2 separate regions of the Mus musculus genome follow, and region 1 is linked to region 2. The links are chromatin contacts, called in public Hi-C maps. All regions are on one chromosome and are shown on one strand. Each heading gives the region's core, a stretch centred on a gene start, on an enhancer-like site or on the middle of the called end of the contact. The rest is flanking DNA. Distances are from core to core; before and after follow the strand shown. Region 1 overlaps Fbxw8 (F-box and WD-40 domain protein 8). Region 2 overlaps Ksr2 (kinase suppressor of ras 2).

Region 1 (4,110 bases), core at 618-3,117, 570 kb before region 2:
GACCACTCACTTAGCCGTGTGTGTGAGCAGCCTGCATGTGTGTGTGAGCAGCCTGCGCACCTTGCTTTGTGGTGAAATGTATCAGTTGTTATTCTTTCCCTTCCTGTCTTTTCTGTTTACAAAAATGAGTGTTGGTGGCCGTCTTTGCAGAGCTGCACCGTGGGGTAGAACCGTGTGTTCATGGTCACACTCAAAGCCTGTCTTTCTTTTTTTTTTTTTTTGTCCTGAATTTCCCTTCTAGAGCAGGCATCTTTAGCAGAAATAATAATAATAATTCTTCTCCTCCTTCTCCTTCTCCCTCTCCCTCTCCCCCTCCCTCCCCCTCTCCCTCTCCCTCCTCCCTCCCCCTCCCTCTCCCCCTTCCTCTTCCTCTTCTTCTATTTTATTTTATTTTATTTATTTAAACCTGTCTCTCTGAAACAGTGTCCCTCGTGACCATGGCCAGACAGTGTGTGGGGACCGCACGCTTCATCTACTTCATTTGGTGCACAGCCAGGCACTGCTCTGGAATCCAGAGAAGTAGCCCATGTTTACCCTGTGTGGCTGGCATCTGGTGGGTCTGGGACATTTCCTTCCCTTTTGCCATTGCACTGGAATAGGAGCTGGAGTTGTTCTGTTCCTGCTGACGCCCCGCTGTGTGGGGCCAGTGTGTTCTTTCTCTGCAGTTCCTTGAGTCTCTTCTCCCAACCGCTCAGACTTTGGCTGGAGTGATTTTCAGTTCATTCACTTTGCCAGTGAGGCCCAGGCTGCCGTTCTAACTGAAACGCCCTCTTTTCGCTGGCCCTCTTGAGGACAGCCTGGCTAGATTGCTGGGGTTCTATGTTGACAGTGTTTGCTCAGTCCCGTGAAGATACTGCTGGCTTTGACATCCACTGATGCTGGTGCAAACAAAGGTGGCTGTGGCTGTGACTGCTCACCCTCTGAGGACTCATCTCCCTTTTCTGTTGGAACGCCCCGTCCTCCAGCTCCGAGCCAGCCTCGGACCAACAGAGCCCTGTGTCAGAAACAGGGCGGAACCTCTAAGACCAGCACTTGTCTTATGTTCTATGCTTTCACTTCAGCATCTGTGTGTGGGTTTGTGTTCATTGCAAGCACTCAGTGTCTGTTGAAAGCTTCTCTGTTCGCTCTGTGGAGCTCAGGTTAGATGTGTGTTGGACCAACGTAGTAGTCAGGCCTCAGCCCCGTCCGTGTCTGCAGTGTGTTCTGAGGAACTGCTCAGATCCAGCTTCTAGCTCATGGGGTCTTCTTGGGTTGCCCTCAGCTTTGCTTAACTCATCCATCAACTGTGAATCTTAGAAATTCTGAGTTCACTTTCTTAAATGTACTCAGTTTGCTGCTGCCTGCCCTGCCGCACAGTAGGTGACTGCACAAGCCGACTCCAGGCTGGACGCAGCCAACTCTGTCCTTAACCTGAAACTGTCACTGCTTCAGAAGCCCGTCCCTGCTTCTTTCTGTGTTTATTGTCACAGCTGGTATTGGTTTTCAGTACCACAGAGGTCTGGGTGGCTGCAGGTGGTGTGGGAGCATTGTGCTCCTGAGCTGGGCTGAGCTGGGCTGCACCAGGGCAGGGCTCACCTTCACCCCACCAGCTATGTAAGGTCCACAGACAGCTTTATGCAAAGATCTCAGTTGTCATGTCCTCTGTGCTGACAAACACTGGGTCCCTACCTGACATGGTCAGGGGTCCCCAGAGCAGCCCCTGGCAGGCTCCCAGACTCCTTTGTAATCTCAGTGCTCTCTTCATTTTGGGCTCCTGTGGGTTGTACCACTTCCCTTGTGGTAAATAGAGTGTGCAAAGGGCCGTCTGGAGCCGACTTGAGTTGCACTTTGAGAAGTTTTCTACCAGGCATACCGGCCTGCCGCCTCATCAGATAGCAAGAGAACCCACAGGGCTGCTGTACTCTGGGGCTTCTGCCTAGGCAGGATGAAGAGGCTCTTGTATAAACCGCAGGTCACCTGGGGGGGCGGGGAGGGGGGGTGGAAGGAAGTGTTAAGCAGTAAAGGAAAGGCCTGAACTGGAGTGAACTCTAGGTTTGCTTGGTCCCTGGTCTGAACCAATTATCACTAAATATAAAAGCATGCACCTAGCCAGATGCAGGCCCACATAAGGACCATGGCATCTGGTACGCGCTGGTCATGCTGAGCGTTGCATCCAAGGTGGGCAGCAGCATTTCTGCTCCAGGGACCATACAGCACCTCCCCCTCCCCAGTGAAGGAAGCGCTCCACTGTGTAAGTGCGGGTAACAAAGCTGCACCTGGCATTCCAGACAGTCTTGGGACTGTTTTCCTCTCAGTGTTGGAGAGCGGCAAGCAGATGACACAGTTCAGGGTGGCACTTGGGAACACCAGATGCAGCACACGTGTGAGGTGTGTGGTGGTGGAGAGAGCAGAACACACTTGACTGGGTGCAGATGCAGAGCGTGAGGCTGGCTTGCTCTGTTCAGAGCTGGCTTCTGCCTGAGCCTTTCCCCCAGAGAGCAGAGTGTATTTGGTGGTGATGGAAGGGAGGGAGGGGGTAAGTGTGTCTGCAGTCCTTGGGTCAGGCCTTCCCTCCCTCTGTGTCTTTGGAATGCCTTCCATCCCCTTTCAGGACACCCCTTGTTTAAAGGGAAGCAGGCAAATTCTCTTCGCTTCAAAAGGTTCTTACTGCTGACCATGCTGGTGAAGCAGCTGAGGCTCCAAGGAGGGGATCCAGTCACCCTCTGAAGTTTGGGTAAAATTAAAGTCAGAGTTGTATTCCTTGTTCATCAGAACACAACCCCAGTTCTGTCAGCAGAGCTCCAAAGCTCTTCATAGGCATCTCTGTTTGTTGGTGGTTCATACTTACAGATGGGTGATGTCAGTCCCAGGGTTAGAAGAATCCTGATTTCTCAGAGTGGAGAGGAAATCAGCTGACCCCATTGTGAGGGTAGTAGCTACCTTCTGGCACTTCCATCATGATTTGTCTGGAAAGCCATAACCTCTAGGCACCCTCAACAGACCTGATCACATGTAGAAGATGCAGGCCACCTCACCTAGAGGAGTCGCTGATGCTTTATAGATGTTGGACCTTTGGCCATCTCCTTCCTAATACTAAGGCCCTCCTCCTGCTTGAGACATCAGCTGCTAAGACACTGCATTACGATGGCTCTGTGATCCCAGAAGAGGCAGGTCCCACGTGGGGAAAAGTGGGCCAGCTGGGCCAGCAGCAGCTAGCACAGATATGACTCTTTCATCTGGCAGTATGTTGGCTGCCACACCCGTTCACTCCAGTGCCTGCTACAAAGAAGAAGATTTGTAAATGTTTGTCACCCGACCGTTGAATGATTTATCAAGAGCCAGATAGAAACAACTTATTTATCAGAATGGAATTATGTATTCATCATGGAAACTCTCCTAGCTGTTCTTATAGAAGAGACACATCTGTAAAACCCAGCCTCACATAGAGATGACTTTTGCACGTACAGAGCAAGAGAGACCTTTAAACTAAAAATCTATGCATTTATTACCAGACTGTTCAGGGTGGCTTGTTCCTGGAGATGGGCCACAGTGGACCACCACATTCTTCTGTTACATATTTTATTGTTAAGCCTTAACTATAAGAAGCCTTATATATAAAGCGTGTCTTTAAAAGTAGACTTGAGGACAGTCAGAATAGCTGACAGCTAGGATTCTGAAGCTGTGTTTATCAGAAACAGTGTAATCTTCCTGACAGGGACGTAAACAGAAATAGAAAATTTGCTGCCTGGTCCCTTATGACAATGCAGCTCTCATTCCCAGAGGGCCCCTGTCCACCTGCACTACAGAAGGGAGAATGAGAGCTCGCAGTGCGTCGCCTGCAGCTGTCCTGGAGACTCAGTGGATGGCAGCACACGTCTGCCTGCACCGTGCTTGCTGCTAACACTGCTGAACCTGCATTTGATGCTCCGCTAATCTATCGACTCGGCGGCCACATTAGTGCAGAGCACCTGCTCCCACATTGTCGCTGGGGGGAGTTTCCCCTTCTCTCAAGCATCTCTGAACACCTCTGAGAACAACTCAAGTGGTCGTGGGTTAAGACTCACCCAACCAGGGCAATAAAGAGAAAAATTAGTCTAATGCATGGTCTTAACAAGAGGGAGTGTGAGCATG
Region 2 (4,329 bases), core at 1,127-3,626:
CCCAGTTACAAAGAGAGCCTGGGAGGAAACAGTCTGTCCCTAAGGAACGCAAGCTTCACGGGTGAGACCTGTGTTCTCATTCGTATGAGGGAGGAGGTGGGAGATAAGGAGGTAAACGTGAAAAAAAATCCAAAAAAGTAACCAGAGCCTGGGGTATGCTGAGAGTTACTGGGAGGTGGGAGAGGGGTAAACTGACCTTAACCAACGCTTTACACCCCAATCCTGCAGCAGAGACTGCTGTAAGCACTGAAGGTGCCCCAACAACAGAGAGCGGACATGACTTGCCCAAAGCAAGCTCCTCCCATCTTTGATTCTGAGTTGTGTAGGACACGGGATGGAGACCCTGCCCTTCAGCTCTGAAAGCCAAGCTTCCTGATGGTGATTCTCACGTGAGCCAATGCCCCTGGGACAATCTTCCAGCTCCAGAGTAACCATCTCCCACCTGGATCATGGTGGGTGCGAGGTTCTAGAACCCTGCGCTATTCTGGGTCGGGGTTAGCCAGGGTGAAGTAGTCCCCATCACACCCTGGAGGCCACCTGCCCTTGGGGCAATGGAAAGTGTGACCCGGGGGGTGCTGGCCCTATGTTCCCTCCCCATCCTTCCCAACACCAGGTCCTCGTGACCCACTGTGACCTCAGGTAAACCAAGTTGGAAATCCCAGCCCAGTCAGAGAGCCTGTCGCAAAATAAGGCGGGTGGCGCGTGACACAGGGCCTTTGAGGTCGTCTTCTGCTTTCACATGCATGCGTACATACATATGCATCTGTACACACACACATGCGTGAGCACACTCAAACTCTCTTTTGATGCAAGGAAAGTTCTAGAAAGTATAGGGTCAAAAGGGTAGTCACTAGCCACTGTGCAGTGGGTCGGTGGAAATGAAGAGTTTCTCCAGTTGAAACTCTTCTTGATAGAGGAGACAAGGGGGCTGCATTACCAGACACTAGAGGAACATGGGTCCCTAGGCCAGAGATTCCCTATCATCGTGACCCTGGCTCCAGCACTGATAAAGCAGAGGCGGTCCCGTGGGTAGTGACAGGGTAAGCGGCTGAGCCACAGGCACAGAGGCGCCTCTGGGACAGATGGGAGGGACCCTGAGAGTAGGCCCTGGGAAGGGGGCCATGGCGTCCTGCCGGCACACGCGGTTGTCCCTGTAGGCCTCTCTTGGAAGGGGAGCTGCTCTTCCTCCATCCTTCTCCAAGTCAGAAGCAAGGCTCACAATGGAGCAATCAAGACCACTCTTCGGGCTTTGTTCTAGTCAAAGGAGACGGGGGTGCTTCTGGGGGCTCCATTCAAAGCCCAACTGGTAGGAAGCCACAGAGCATCTGAGGCTGCTCTATTTCAGGGCCTCTCTGCTTCCTGTTCCCAGCTTCCTGTTCTCCCCCCATCCCCTGATACCCCGGAGGGGCCGGGAGGACCAAATACACCAGCAAAGAAAGACCTGGGCCGGGGAGGGGCAGCTCCTTGCTCTAACCCTCTCTCTCTCTCTCTCTCTGCACGGTCCCCCAGCTCCGTGAAGGATGTGCAGTGTCCCACCCTGCTCTGAGCGGCTCCCCTATGCTGTCGCCAGCACAGCTGTCTGAGGTCATGTGACTGACAGGCGTGAACGCTTTGCAGTGGCCTCTGTCTCATGGGCACCAACCACTTAGTGCCCAACCAGTCTTTAGCGGCCCTGGGGTTTTCTCCATACCCCCTACCACCACAGAAGCCTGCTTGTCCCCACAACTTCCAGAAGAGTCACTCACTTTAAGTCTCTGCACAAGCCCCCGGTCCCTGAGAATGGCTGCCAACCCTGGAGGCCCAGCAGATACAGAGTAAGCACTCAGATCAGTGCTTCTGAACCTGTAAGTCCCTGTTACAAAAAAATAAAATTCAAATTAAAAACCTAACGGAGCCGGGCAGTGGTGACGCATGCCTTTAATCCCAGCACTTGGGAGGCAGAGGCAGGCAGATTTCTGAGTTCAAGGCCAGCCTGGTCTACAAAGTGAGTTCCAGGACAGCCAGGGCTACACAGAGAAACCCTGTCTCGAAAAAAAAAAAAAAAAAAAAAAGAACAAAAACAAACAAACAAACAAAAACCCTAAAGGAACTAGAAATTAGAAAGAAAAAAGCAGCTAAGTAGCTGGTGGCACACCTTGTCCCCTGTTCATGTGACAATCACCACTACCACCCATCCCAAAGATCTGCCACCCTGTGGCCTGCTCCACTCTTCCTGCCATCCATGCCCCCATCCTGCACCGTGTTCTGCTGCCGCTGCTGCTGCTGCTGCTGCTGCTGCTGCTGCTGCTGCGCTGCGGAGTCTGCCTCAGCTCCGTCCTCACCCACACAGAACAAAACCATTCTCCCCCCTGACTACCCAGCGCACATCTCCACAGGGCAAACCGTACCAGGTGTGTGGCAGCAGCCGGAGAGTTATCAAATGTTGGGGTTTTCATCCACCCCAGATCCATGGGGTTAAGCTAGCCTGCCTTGAAGAGGCCTCTGTGTTGAATGAGTGAGTGATCTTCAGTTTCAGACTTGGGACGATCCAGCCAGGAGGAGACAAAACAGAGGGTCCAGATTGCACCCTGTGGGGCTTCGCAGTCCCTGGGAGGGAGGAGTCTGGTGGAGAAGGCATCAACTTACTAGTTTAAGACTAGACTTTTTAGCTACACGGAAAGGCGGGGGCGGGGGGGGGGGAGAATGGGGGTGGGGGTGGGGGTGGGAATTAGCCAGACCCGAGGCGTTTAGAAGCTTCAGGGAAGTAGTTACAATTTTTGAGGGCACAAGAGTGTTAAAAACAGGAAGGAGCCGTGGTGGCTGGCTCAATGCTGCCCCTTAGTGGATATGTACAGCAGGCACAGCATGCAGCTCTCCCAGGCACTTTGTCCAATGTGGATCAATTAATTCAACCTGGTCAGGATGCCAGAGACCAAGAGCCTAGGGCGGCAGTTGCCTGCCTACAACCGGAAAGTCCTGCTACAAAGTTTAGGGGAAGTTGGAGAGGTGGGGAGGGCTCTACGGTACAGTCCTCGGAGTCCCGAAGTGCGGGATGTTCTAGTGGTCAAAGGTCAGGAGTCAGCTCAGTTTGTGGGATCCCGAAAGGGTCTCTGGGGTGGGATGGGGTGGAGGAGCTTTGGGTCTGAGGATGTAAATGGGGAGGGACAGGGAGTTCTGGACAGAGGGGGCAAGCCTGAGACGGGACGCCCACACTTCATCCGGGGTGCCGCAGAATCCGTGGCTCACCAAGATTTAGGGGCAGAGTGTTCTCTGGAATTAGGAGATCTAGAGTTCAAATCCTGGCTCTCACATAACAAACCAGGCATCCAGCACATGCCTAGAAGCCCAGCCCTGAGGAGGGCAGAGACAAAAGGACAGCTGGGACTTGCTGGCTCCAGCTTCGTGAGTCCCAGGTTCCAAAAGTGCCTGCCTCAAGGGACCAGGTGGGGAGTGAGGGAGACACATAGCCTGCCCCTTCCTCTGAGCTCTGGGCACCACACGGGTGTACGCATCCACATACACAGAGATGTGGGTGTGCTGTACATGCACCTACACAAGCATACAAGTAATTATAAGTATATATGTTAGGGCTTGAAAGGAAATGGAGACCCATGGCCAAACAGGGCTAACTCCTTAGGTGTGTGTCTTCAGTCCCTGGAGAGAGACGTGCTTCAAGTGCCTGCTGGGTTGTCCTGGGCCAGGCAAGGGGAAGCGGATATTCAAATCACTTATTAAACTCTTACTGTGTACTGGATATTAACACACACCCCCTGGAGCAGATAACAGAGGGTGCCCAGTGATAGGCAAAAGCCCACAATGTTGTGACATAGCTACCTGCGGGTACCACAGAAGGAAGGGCTGGTGGCAAGGAAACCAGAGGGGTGATCATCATTCCCCAAAAGGAGTGGCACCAACCTTGGCCCTGTGTGCCACGGGGGTCTTGCAAAGCAGCAACAGCCATAGCCACTGGTGTTCCGAATCCAAGTCCTGACTCATGAGAAGTGGGAAATAGCAAGCTGTTGCCATGGGAACTTCAGAAGGACCTGAGATGGCGTAGATCTAGCAGCATGACCAACATCGCTAGTGTTTTGTTTTGTTTTTTTTCTTTTCTTAAGATTAGATTTGTTGTTTAGTTGGCTTGAAACAGAGTCTCACTAGGTAGCCCTGGCTATTCTGAACTTGCTAGGTAGACCAGGCTGGCCTCAAACTCAAGAGATCCACCTGCTTCGCCCTCTCAAGTGCTGGGACTAAAGGTGTAAAATGTGTATTTTGGACTGTGTGTGTGCACGTGCACGCATGCCCCACCCCCTTCTTTCTCTGAGTTTCTGATACATATGTGTATCCATATAG

What was found. Hi-C and Micro-C count contacts between places; a contact is called where the count stands out from the background.
Region 1: a Hi-C map of the CH12 cell line shows a contact between it and region 2, with 4 times the contacts expected there. The contact joins two enhancer-like sites. A contact is called at or near these places in 4 of 39 promoter capture datasets (hippocampal neurons, pre-B cells, second pharyngeal arch cranial neural crest and 1 more), 2 of 15 datasets of contacts at CTCF or cohesin (large pre-B cells and pro-B cells), 37 of 484 Hi-C or Micro-C datasets (the 63-12 cell line, the C2C12 cell line, CD4 T cells and 26 more), 5 of 115 datasets of contacts at active chromatin or transcription factors (T-cell acute lymphoblastic leukemia, astrocytes, embryonic basal ganglia and 2 more) and 1 of 9 other capture datasets (embryonic stem cells).

What each region holds. Positions count from the first base shown.
Region 1 is chr5:118,079,913-118,084,022 of GRCm38.p6, reverse strand. All of the region lies in intron 7 of Fbxw8 (F-box and WD-40 domain protein 8), which reads left to right. Among named protein-coding and RNA genes, the nearest start is that of Gm30466, 11 kb to the right of the region's middle. Within about 2 kb of position 1,867, at least 108 of the 459 cell types and tissues checked have an H3K27ac peak or open chromatin away from gene starts, as enhancers often do. A contact at or near this core is called in CD8 T cells, the CH12 cell line, Th1 cells and 1 more, where this site is marked.
Region 2 is chr5:117,508,223-117,512,551 of GRCm38.p6, reverse strand. All of the region lies in intron 3 of Ksr2 (kinase suppressor of ras 2), which reads right to left. Among named protein-coding and RNA genes, the nearest start is that of Gm42013, 26 kb to the right of the region's middle. Within about 2 kb of position 2,376, at least 39 of the 459 cell types and tissues checked have an H3K27ac peak or open chromatin away from gene starts, as enhancers often do. A contact at or near this core is called in CD8 T cells, the CH12 cell line, Th1 cells and 1 more, where this site is marked.